Regions from separate parts of the Danio rerio genome. Here region 1 is linked to region 2. The links are chromatin contacts, called in public Micro-C maps. All regions are on one chromosome and are shown on one strand. The core of a region is the stretch at or near the end of the contact, and the rest is flanking DNA. Distances in the headings are between cores, read along the strand shown. Region 1 holds the start of atf7a (activating transcription factor 7a). Region 2 overlaps dip2ba (disco-interacting protein 2 homolog Ba).

Region 1 (4,597 bases), core at 978-3,477, 110 kb before region 2:
TAAATCGTCTGTGTCAATATTGGGATTGTTCATTTTATTTACTATGTCATGTTAGCATGATCATTCCAGATATTGGCAGACCGTATATAGGATGTCTTAAATTAATACAGGTCAACTTGTGTCACATCCTGTGAACCCCAAGAGATTTTTCGCAGCTGTTCTTTCTGTTTTCTTTTCTCTGTTGTTCTATTGCTAAGACGTATGTAGTGCTTACATCTAGTTTCATGCATGCAGACTAACCAGTAAAAGCCTCCATGCATTGTTCAAGTGTTTTACTGCAGTTATTTCCTTAAAAAAATAGAAGTGAATGTTTAAGTGCACATGTAATTGCTTCACCACTAACATAAAAACTTTATACGAGCTTTGTGTTTATAATTGTAACCAGTAGAGGGCACCAGAATACAACTTGATTGAAATCAGTCAGATAAAGCTAAAGAAATATGCCTTGTTTGTAAAATTAAAACAATAAAACAACATTCTAATTTTACATGAAAGAAAAAGACTGTCTTTCAGGAAATATGTCAGCTTAATCTGTTTTAATTACCTTTATTTACTAAAGTGTTGTTTAGCTTTATTTACTTAGACGTATTATTAACAGTGAAAAGATTTTCTGCATAGTACTATCACTTTAAAGCATGTTTTTTGGTTTCCCAATAGGCAATATAATAATGAGGAAAGCATATTTTTATTGTGAATTAACATTTCAGTTAGGACTGTTTGCATTTTCCATCATGCTTTATTTAAACTTCTGTCCAAGCACAGGATGTCCTCCTCAAAAGAATGTAAATCAGTCAGGAAGGAAACTACAGTAGGACTGAATAAAGGCCCTCTGCAGGCTGGTCTTCCTCTCCTTCAAAGCCTTAAACCTTTAGTTTAGTTTAGATTACCTTTAGTTTTATTGATAACAAAATGGCTATTTTAAACTCAATAGTAGAGGATTAGATAAGAGAGTCTGCAGTTCAGAGATGGCAACAAAATAATGTTCATGACAGTTTTAGGGTTTGAATAATAATACTAGTATCCATAATAATAATCATATAAATATGTAATACAACAAATGTGGATGCTATGGAGATACTTTCACTTTTTGTTACTAAAACTGGGAATATAATATAATAGTGATAATAAATAAAAACAGAACACAATGAAATGAGGATTCTAAACATATATTTCAAATTTTACAAAACTACATTAAATATATTAAATTAGTTTGTTTAATTAAGTTTTACCATTTTAAATGCATTTAAATTAAGTTAGAGCTTAATATAAAATTATTTTTATAATATTAATATATTAATCCCCGTGTTGGCGTGGGTTTCCTCTGGTTTCCCCCACAGTCCAAAGACATGCGCTACAGGTGAACTGAACAAACTAAATAGGCCATAGTGTATGAGTGTGTATGGATGTTTTACCAGTACTGGGTTGTGGCTGGAAGGGCATTTGCTATGTAAAGTTAGCATATGCTGGATAAGTTGGTGGTTCATTCCGCTGTGGCAACCCCTGATTAAGGGACCAAGCCAAAGGGAAATTCATGAATGAATAATAGTGATAATAATCATAATAAATAAATAAAAACAGAGCACAGTGTAATGAGAATACTAGATATATATTTTACTTTTAGTTACAAACTAACTACATGAACTAATTATATTGAACTATTTTAAGTTGAATTAATTTTTACAATTTTAAATACATTTTAAATTCTGTTAGAGCGCGTTATGTTTATAATATATTATTTTATATTATTTATTCATGTTTTAATTCCATATCAGCAGCATTGGCTATATTCAAGGAAAAACCTATACCAAATATACAGTATTATTATTTTATAATATAGCTATTTTATCATCTCTGATTGAAACCCCCCGAGAAGTGTAATAATTGGCTTAAAAGATTTTCTGAAAAGACTGGAAGGAACAAAAATAAGTTTGCATTTAGCTCTCGAAATACAGATAGTATTAAGCCATTTTATATTACTGAACAGATTCACATTAACGTTTAAATGACTTAACAAAACTTTAACCACATTACAGTCAATAAATGAGTTTCTGTAATGTGTCAATTATACCGTACCTCACAGCATCGCCATCGACCACCACGTTGGCAGGATCAAAAACACCTCAGGTGAGTGTTGGGAGGCTGTGTTCTGACAGCAAAATCTCGCGATATTTGAAGGGGAGGGGCGTGTCAGATTCCAAGAGAGGAGAGAGAGAAGAGAGAGGGATAGAGGGGCGCTGTGGTAAGTTTGTAAACATTCTTCATCTGTCAAAAATGTGGTTTCTGTGATTGTGTAGACTTAAAAACAGAGTCTAAGTGTTGTAAATATGCGTTTAAAAAGTTCGTCTGTGGCCGCGAGTAACTTTTAAGAGGCGCTCGTGAGGCTGTCAGATTGGCAGTGGGCTACAGACGGAGTCGCGTTCACTGCAGCTCGCTCAGAGCTCTTGACAAGCGAGAGCAGAAAATCTCAGGGATAGAAAAGTACCTCTGGCCATCATTTATCACCTTATTTTTTGTCAACACTGTATTCAATTATGCTACCGAGTGTTCATATAGTGTAAGTATTTACGTTTTCTTGTATACATAAAGAGGCAAATTGGACACGATTACTTAGTTTGCTTCAAAGTCCCTTTTTTGCATACTTTTGTTTTCTAGCGGGGGGAGTACGAGCGGCCTGTACACCGAAAGTCCGTGAATTCCATCTTTTGAGTGGGATTTCCGTCCGCCAATGAGACATGACTAACAGTATTGATTGACGTGTGTTGTGGCCAAACAGCAATTGGGGATCTTTGATAGACGCGCGAGTGACCAATCGTAGTAAGTGTAGGGCGGGCACGTACGGGAAAAGGCTGGCTTTAAAGTTGGCATGTTCGCAAGACATCAGGTTAGCATGGGTTTGCTAAATAGTTAGCGACGTTTATTTTCGGCTCGGCCACTAGAAACTAGCGTTATTTTTTAGTGTAATCTATAAATTCAACATACAAAGTACAAATTGCACATTAAAGTGTCACTTAACTTTATTTAAATAAATTGGGCAGCCGTGTCTTTTGTTTTTATTAGTAAACATGCTATCTAAAAAGTTGTGTTAGTTATAGAAAACCACCATGATTGGCAGAATAACGAATTTATAAATATAGTTTTTTTTAAATATATATTTTTAACATAAATTTATTTATTTATTTATTTATTTATTGCTGAATGTCTTACTAATTGCCTTCCTGTAATTACTGCTTTATTCCACCTCATGCAAATGTCAACTGTAAATCTCAACATTTGCTTGCAATGTAAACAAACAATACATGTTTATTGCATGTTTGTTTGCTAATATACAAATATGTTATATAAAACAAGCACCTGCTGTTAATCAGATTGTTATCGTAAGTGTTGGCCAAGAGTATTGTGATAGAACAAAGACAAAGTGAACATTTCACATAATTATACGTAATACTTCTAGTGTGAAAATAAGGCTCTGCAAAACAGCTGATAGTAGTCAACTATATTTCATCTGAGCGTGTGAATGGTCCATCTTAGTGCTGTAAACACCATCTGTATGTCTGTGGAACTGTAATTGTAGATATGGGTCAACTTCACTTGGCACTCATTGAATTCCAATAATGTTACTGTTTGTAATGACTGCACGTCCTCATATAATACATCATCGTCTCAGTTGACATATTTTCATGTGCGCTAGTGAGCATTTTTGCAGCTGTTACTGTAATTGCCTCACAGCGACTTGATTAATGCAAGTTCAGAGCCTTGCTTGTGTTTTTTTTTACCCCGGCTGTAGAGCAGAAAAGCTGTTGCAGAAGTTAAAAACTCCACAGGAAAATGGATTTTAAGAGTAACTGATAAACCTTTAAAAACAGTTATGTTAGGAGCTCAGAGGTTATCCGATTATATATGCTTTTATTGAATTTGATTGTTTTTACCAATTCAGTTTAATTTGTTCATATGTGTTTTTGATGTGCCGTTGCATTGTTATTGTCACACATGGCAAAAGCTAATATAATTAATATTGTCATCATTTAAAACGCAGTAAATGGTTGAACATTTTAAGGTTTTTATGGACTTCTAGTTTTAAAAACTGCTGTTATCACATTTAAAAAATGTTTCGAGCCAAATCTTAAAACTATCCTGTGGTGTCAAGCATAGTTCAATAAATTACAGCTCTTGTAAATTAAATAGAAAAGTCATAAAATCATTAATAAATACCTCAGGTCTATTTTACACCTGGAAATTTTAGTAAATAACAATACTTTTTTTTTTTTTTAATCTGTGCATATATATATAAACAGGATCTTGATACATTTTGTCCTACATATGCTTATTTTAAATTGTCAAGACCGCATTCAAAATCATGTGATTCAAGCTCATGACGTGCACCTGTTAAGGCTGATTTATACTTCTGCATCAAGCACATGCGTATACTCAGGCGCTACCTTTGTGTGGTTGCATACCCCTCGCCGTGGCTAATGCCGGCGTTGACGTGCACTACTCAAAAAATGTAACTACACGTTACAACAATGCACATGGCAGGCTCTGTGATTGGTCAGCTCGGTAGCAGTGACTAGTGTGGAGCGGGAGCAGTTGAAGTGGTGTT
Region 2 (4,873 bases), core at 1,935-4,434:
ACTTGCAAAAGCTGTATTTGTAGCATTTTGTTTGCATGGTTTGTCAGAAATAATTTAAATTTGCTGATTTGTTGCTAAAAAATACTCTTAACGGTTCTATGATAAATAAGTACAGAATGCTATAAAAGAGATTAAAATGTATATAAAAGTAATCTGCAAGTCTAAAAATAGAAAAGCATTAACAGGTTTAATATATGCTCCTCTTTAACATTTTTGCATAAAATGCTTGTATACATGTATTTAATAAAAGTGCTTGAGCCTGCTTGAATTTAAAAAAGCAGGGCTCGAAATTGCGACCGTTTTGGTGCATATGCACCTGAAATTTGATTTATGCAAGCTCAAAATATATTTGGCGTACGTGCGAGTGCATAACATTATTTTTATTTTCATTCCAAAATGTTCATCGGATGCTTTTATTAAGGAGACGTTCACGCATATTTGTATATTTGCACCTGAAAACGCTAAACACAGGGTAAAGTTTAGATCGGATACACGGCCAGCCGGAAGTGCGATATGCACGTTAATATAGCAGCAGTTTTTATGACACTGTATAACAATAATTTATATTTTTACAGTACTGTGATGGTTGGAGAAGAGGTAGGCATTAAAAAAATACAATTTATCGGGTAATTTAATAGATAGCATAAATAATACTCTTTTCAACTACTGTTTTTACATTACTCTGACAGTTGGGTTTAGGATTGGGGTGGAGGTAAACGTTAATAAAATACAATACAGTAGCAGTAGAACTTGAAAGTGCTTGTAAAGCTCTGGAATTTGAAGTTAGAAAAGGTGTAAGAACCCTGTTCTTAATATAACATACAGTACCATACATCCACTTCCACTTCCTTATCACAATTCATTTTGGCTAACATTTTTTCAAATGAAAAATCATAATCAAATTCATCCATTATTGAAGTGTAAGATATTAAATGTCTTTTTAAAACCTTAATATTTTATGTCTTGCTGTAGATATACCAACAGATAGAAGAGAGAACTCCTTATTCGTAATATGTGGAACCTCAGTTTTACCACCTAAAAGACATATCCTGGGTGAGAGAAGAATAAATCCCTGGCACCTAATTATCTTAGTAAAGTTTCTCAAAAGGGTTGAATCTTTTTACACTGCCATAAAGCATGGAAGTATGTGCCAATCTCTTGTTCACTCATTTAATTCTTGTTAAAGAAAGTAAAGTGATTTTGTTGTATAATGAAACTGTACAGGCTGGTTCTTGTTAATAAAACCAAAAAAAAAAAAAATACAGAACAAAGCATTTGTTTAAGAAATATAAATGGTTTTCTATTATTAAAATATCTTTGATAATAACGAAACCGTTCTGACCTCTTAATTTCTAAACTATAGTGTATATCATTCACTTATTTGTTTGACAATGACATGAATTGATGCATAATACATAGAGAAAACACTGATTTGGCTATCCGTCTCAGTGTACGCACATATTTTGGTTGTATATAAATTATAGTCTGAATCCATAGCAATTTTTCTAAAGGTCAGCAAATTGTGCAAACGCGTTGTGAAGCATCAACCAGGAGTTGATGCCAAACCTTGACCCCTTTCTCAAAGCAGGCCTAAATAAATGTACAGTGTTACTGAGCGCCTCTGTACTGTGTTTGTTCCCACAGAGAGAGAGTTCTTTGTGTCTACATGAGTCATTTTAGTACTACAGTCACTGTCTGGTGACATTGCTGTATGTCTCATCTGCCTCCTGTCATGTACCATTGTGTAATTGGTATTTATTCATCTGTCTTTTCGTTTGTCTTTTGTCTTCTCGTCGTCTCTGCATCCATCTGCTAGATATCCACACAGAGGCAGTGCAGGCAGCTCTGGCCCGGCATAAAGAGGAGAAGATGGCCCTTCCAATGCCCACTAAGCGGCGTTCAGCCTTCGTCCAGTCTCCTGCAGAAAACTGCACTCCTCCCGGTGGGTCATGCATCGCCCACAAGCCTTCTGCTGCCCCTTCTGTCCAGATCTCACTGACCAGCAGGGTCTCAAAAAAAAAAAAAACCCAAACCTTAAAGGCACACTCTTGTGTTTAAGGCCACAATGTATTTGTATATATAATATATATTTGTATTTGCCACAATGTATTTGTGTGTATATATATATATATATATATATATATATATATATATATATTTTTTTTTTTTTTTAATTAATCTAGCTATATTTTATAAAAGGCTGATATTTTGAAGCCATTTTTTTCCTGCACTTAAAAAGACCATATAAAATGACTGCATTTTTTATTATTATTAAGCTGTTATTTCAGTATCAAGGAGTACATAATTTTTGTTGCATGGAATTAATTTCAGTTTACAATAATAACTTTAATATGTTATGCAAATTGTCAGATGTTGTATTTAGTTAATGTAGGATATATCAGGGTGTCAGCGGGGTCTTAAAAAGTCTTATATATATATATATCTTGGTGAGACCTGCAGAAACCCTGTATATTTTTGTTTATTTTCTAGTGATATTATGTTAATAACTCTATTTTATAGAACCATATTAAGTTAATATGGAATGTACCAGTTAATAGGAATGTAATGCAATTATTACCAGTCTGTTGATCACAAATTCTATAACGCTGCTTATTCTATCTTAAGTTGTCATATCAAACTCATCATGTATATGTGTCTGCCTTTTGTGGTCTTTATCTGTAAGCTTTTCGTTTTTATTTCTATTCATTATTATCTTTTTAAACTGTTGTTGTATGCATGTGGCCACAGATACATCGTCAGCGTCGGAGGATGAGGGCTCCCTGCGCCGGCGTCAAGCCGCAATCAGTGCAATGCTGGCTCAGAACCTCCAGAGTCCCGAATACTGGATCAACCGATCAGTCCAGGGCTCCTCCACATCCTCCTCCGCCTCCTCCACGCTTTCTCACGGAGATGGCAAAACGCACAACCACAACAACCACAGCCAGGGGCAGACCAGTGCGCTCGCAGATGTGCTGGCACACACCCGCATAGGTACTGCAGGATCATGAGTCACACAAACACACGTGTTCAAGTGCTGAATCACAGACGACACAAAGAAGAGCTTCAGTTTTTATATGTCTGGTACTTACGTAAGCTTGATTTACTTCCCAGTGATCAGGGCAAAGGAAAACAGCAGCAGATCTTAATTTCCAAGTTCGTCAGCTTTAACGGTGGCTATGCAAACCTGTTTGTTCAGTTGTGTGTCATATTGAATGCTGGATGAATCACTATGCTGTTATGTGTCTCCTTTACAGATACCAACAGCAGTAGTGGCAGTGTCCCGCCTGACGTCACGTCCACAGCGCCCCAGGACAGGAACTCCAGAGTAGACCTGCCAGCCAACATCGCAGTGAAGGGCATAAGCCGAGGCCAGAGCCGATCCAGTATGATGGACACTGCCGGCGGTATGGACAGCCTCACACACAGCTCTTACATGCTGGAGACCTTGAACTTCCTGAACTGTTAGACTTGTAGGACCCAGTTTGGCCAACACAATAGTCAAAGCAATCCCTCCCTCTAGACTTTTATGTTTCGGTAACTACAGAAAATTGTTGGAAATATATATATATATATATATATATATATATATATATATATATATATATATATATATATATATATATATATATATATATATATATATATATATATAAATATATATAAATATATATATATAAACATCATTTATGCACTCTGTGGGAGAAGCTTCACAAACTGTATGTTTCTTAAACAAGATTTCTGAGGGGGAGGAAAACAATGTTAGATAATTAGGTTTAAATGTACTTAAAGGGATAGTATACTCAAAAATGAAAATTTCTATCAATAATTACTCACCCTCATGTCGTTTCAAACCCCAGAGACCCTTGATCATCCTTGAAACACACATATATACAATATTTTTGATTAAATCTGAGAGCTCTTTAATCCACCATAGACAGCAACGGTCAGTGTTGCTAGATTGGTTGGTTTCAGATTTGATTGTGCAGGTAAAATAATGGCACAGGTGGGTTGAGAAAATTTGAAACGTGAATTTTATATGCAACTTATTCAACAACACTCCATTTAGTCAGTAGTGACAAGTGCATAGCGCAAATCGCGTAGGCCCACCTGCAAGAAGAGGTGAAGGAAAGTTGTATCAAAATCTGACTCCCGGACAAATCTGATTCCCCTCACACACATCATGTATCACCGGCAGTTAAACTTACAGCGGTTTATCCTGACACTTTTGTCGATAATTTTTTTACACAATTAACAGCAGGAACAAACATAGAAGCCTTGTCTGCTTGACAAGCAGCACCTAATTATGTTCAAAAGAATTTAAAATATCAAATAGGATGAATTTATACTCCATTTCGAAAGTAAAACATACTCTAATAGGTAGTGTAATCTACACAACAAGTGTAGTGTGTGGGTGAGAGGAGGCAGTGTTTCGATGTGATCTGTTTATGTTGTGGTTCTGTGACTGCTGGTGTTAGTTGCTGTATGGTTAAAAAATGGGTAGGTTAATTTCGATTTAAATGAATTCAAATTAAGTATTAATCTAATATTTTGGGCAGCTTTTTGTCAGTTTGGTTGTTTTGGACAGCTTTTGAACTGGAAAACATCAGCTTTATCTGGCAACACTAACAAAGCTCCAGAATTGTGCATGTGTCTTCAATGGTTTAATGGCTACATTATGAATATATGTATATTTATATTATATATAATTACTGAGGCCCACTGTTAGGCTCCCAGTTCACAACCACTGATATAAATTATATTCTTATCCTGCTTTATGGAATTAGTTTTTTTGCTTTGCGTTCACCACAAAAAAAAATCTCCACATGAAAACTCTAAACATACTGCAAGCAGCTGTAAACTAGCATGAGCAACC

The links. A called contact is a pair of places that touch in the nucleus more often than the background predicts.
Region 1: a Micro-C map of caudal fin shows a contact between it and region 2, with 7 times the contacts expected there. The contact joins the promoter of atf7a here to the enhancer-like site in region 2. A contact is called at or near these places in 3 of 18 Hi-C or Micro-C datasets (caudal fin, hematopoietic stem cells and an unstated tissue).

Annotation. Positions count from the first base shown.
Region 1 is chr23:30,414,574-30,419,170 of GRCz12tu, reverse strand. atf7a (activating transcription factor 7a) reads left to right here and starts at 2,227. Exons shown (of 12, transcript NM_001030205.1): 1 at 2,227-2,239. asb8 (ankyrin repeat and SOCS box containing 8) reads left to right here. Exons shown (of 4, transcript NM_199770.1): 4 at 1-264.
Region 2 is chr23:30,308,087-30,312,959 of GRCz12tu, reverse strand. It overlaps dip2ba (disco-interacting protein 2 homolog Ba), which reads left to right. Exons shown (of 38, transcript NM_212963.1): 4 at 1,817-1,942; 5 at 2,749-2,991; 6 at 3,255-3,404. Among named protein-coding and RNA genes, the nearest start is that of si:dkey-9p24.5, 38 kb to the right of the region's middle. Within about 2 kb of position 3,184, at least 4 of the 62 cell types and tissues checked have an H3K27ac peak or open chromatin away from gene starts, as enhancers often do. A contact at or near this core is called in caudal fin, where this site is marked.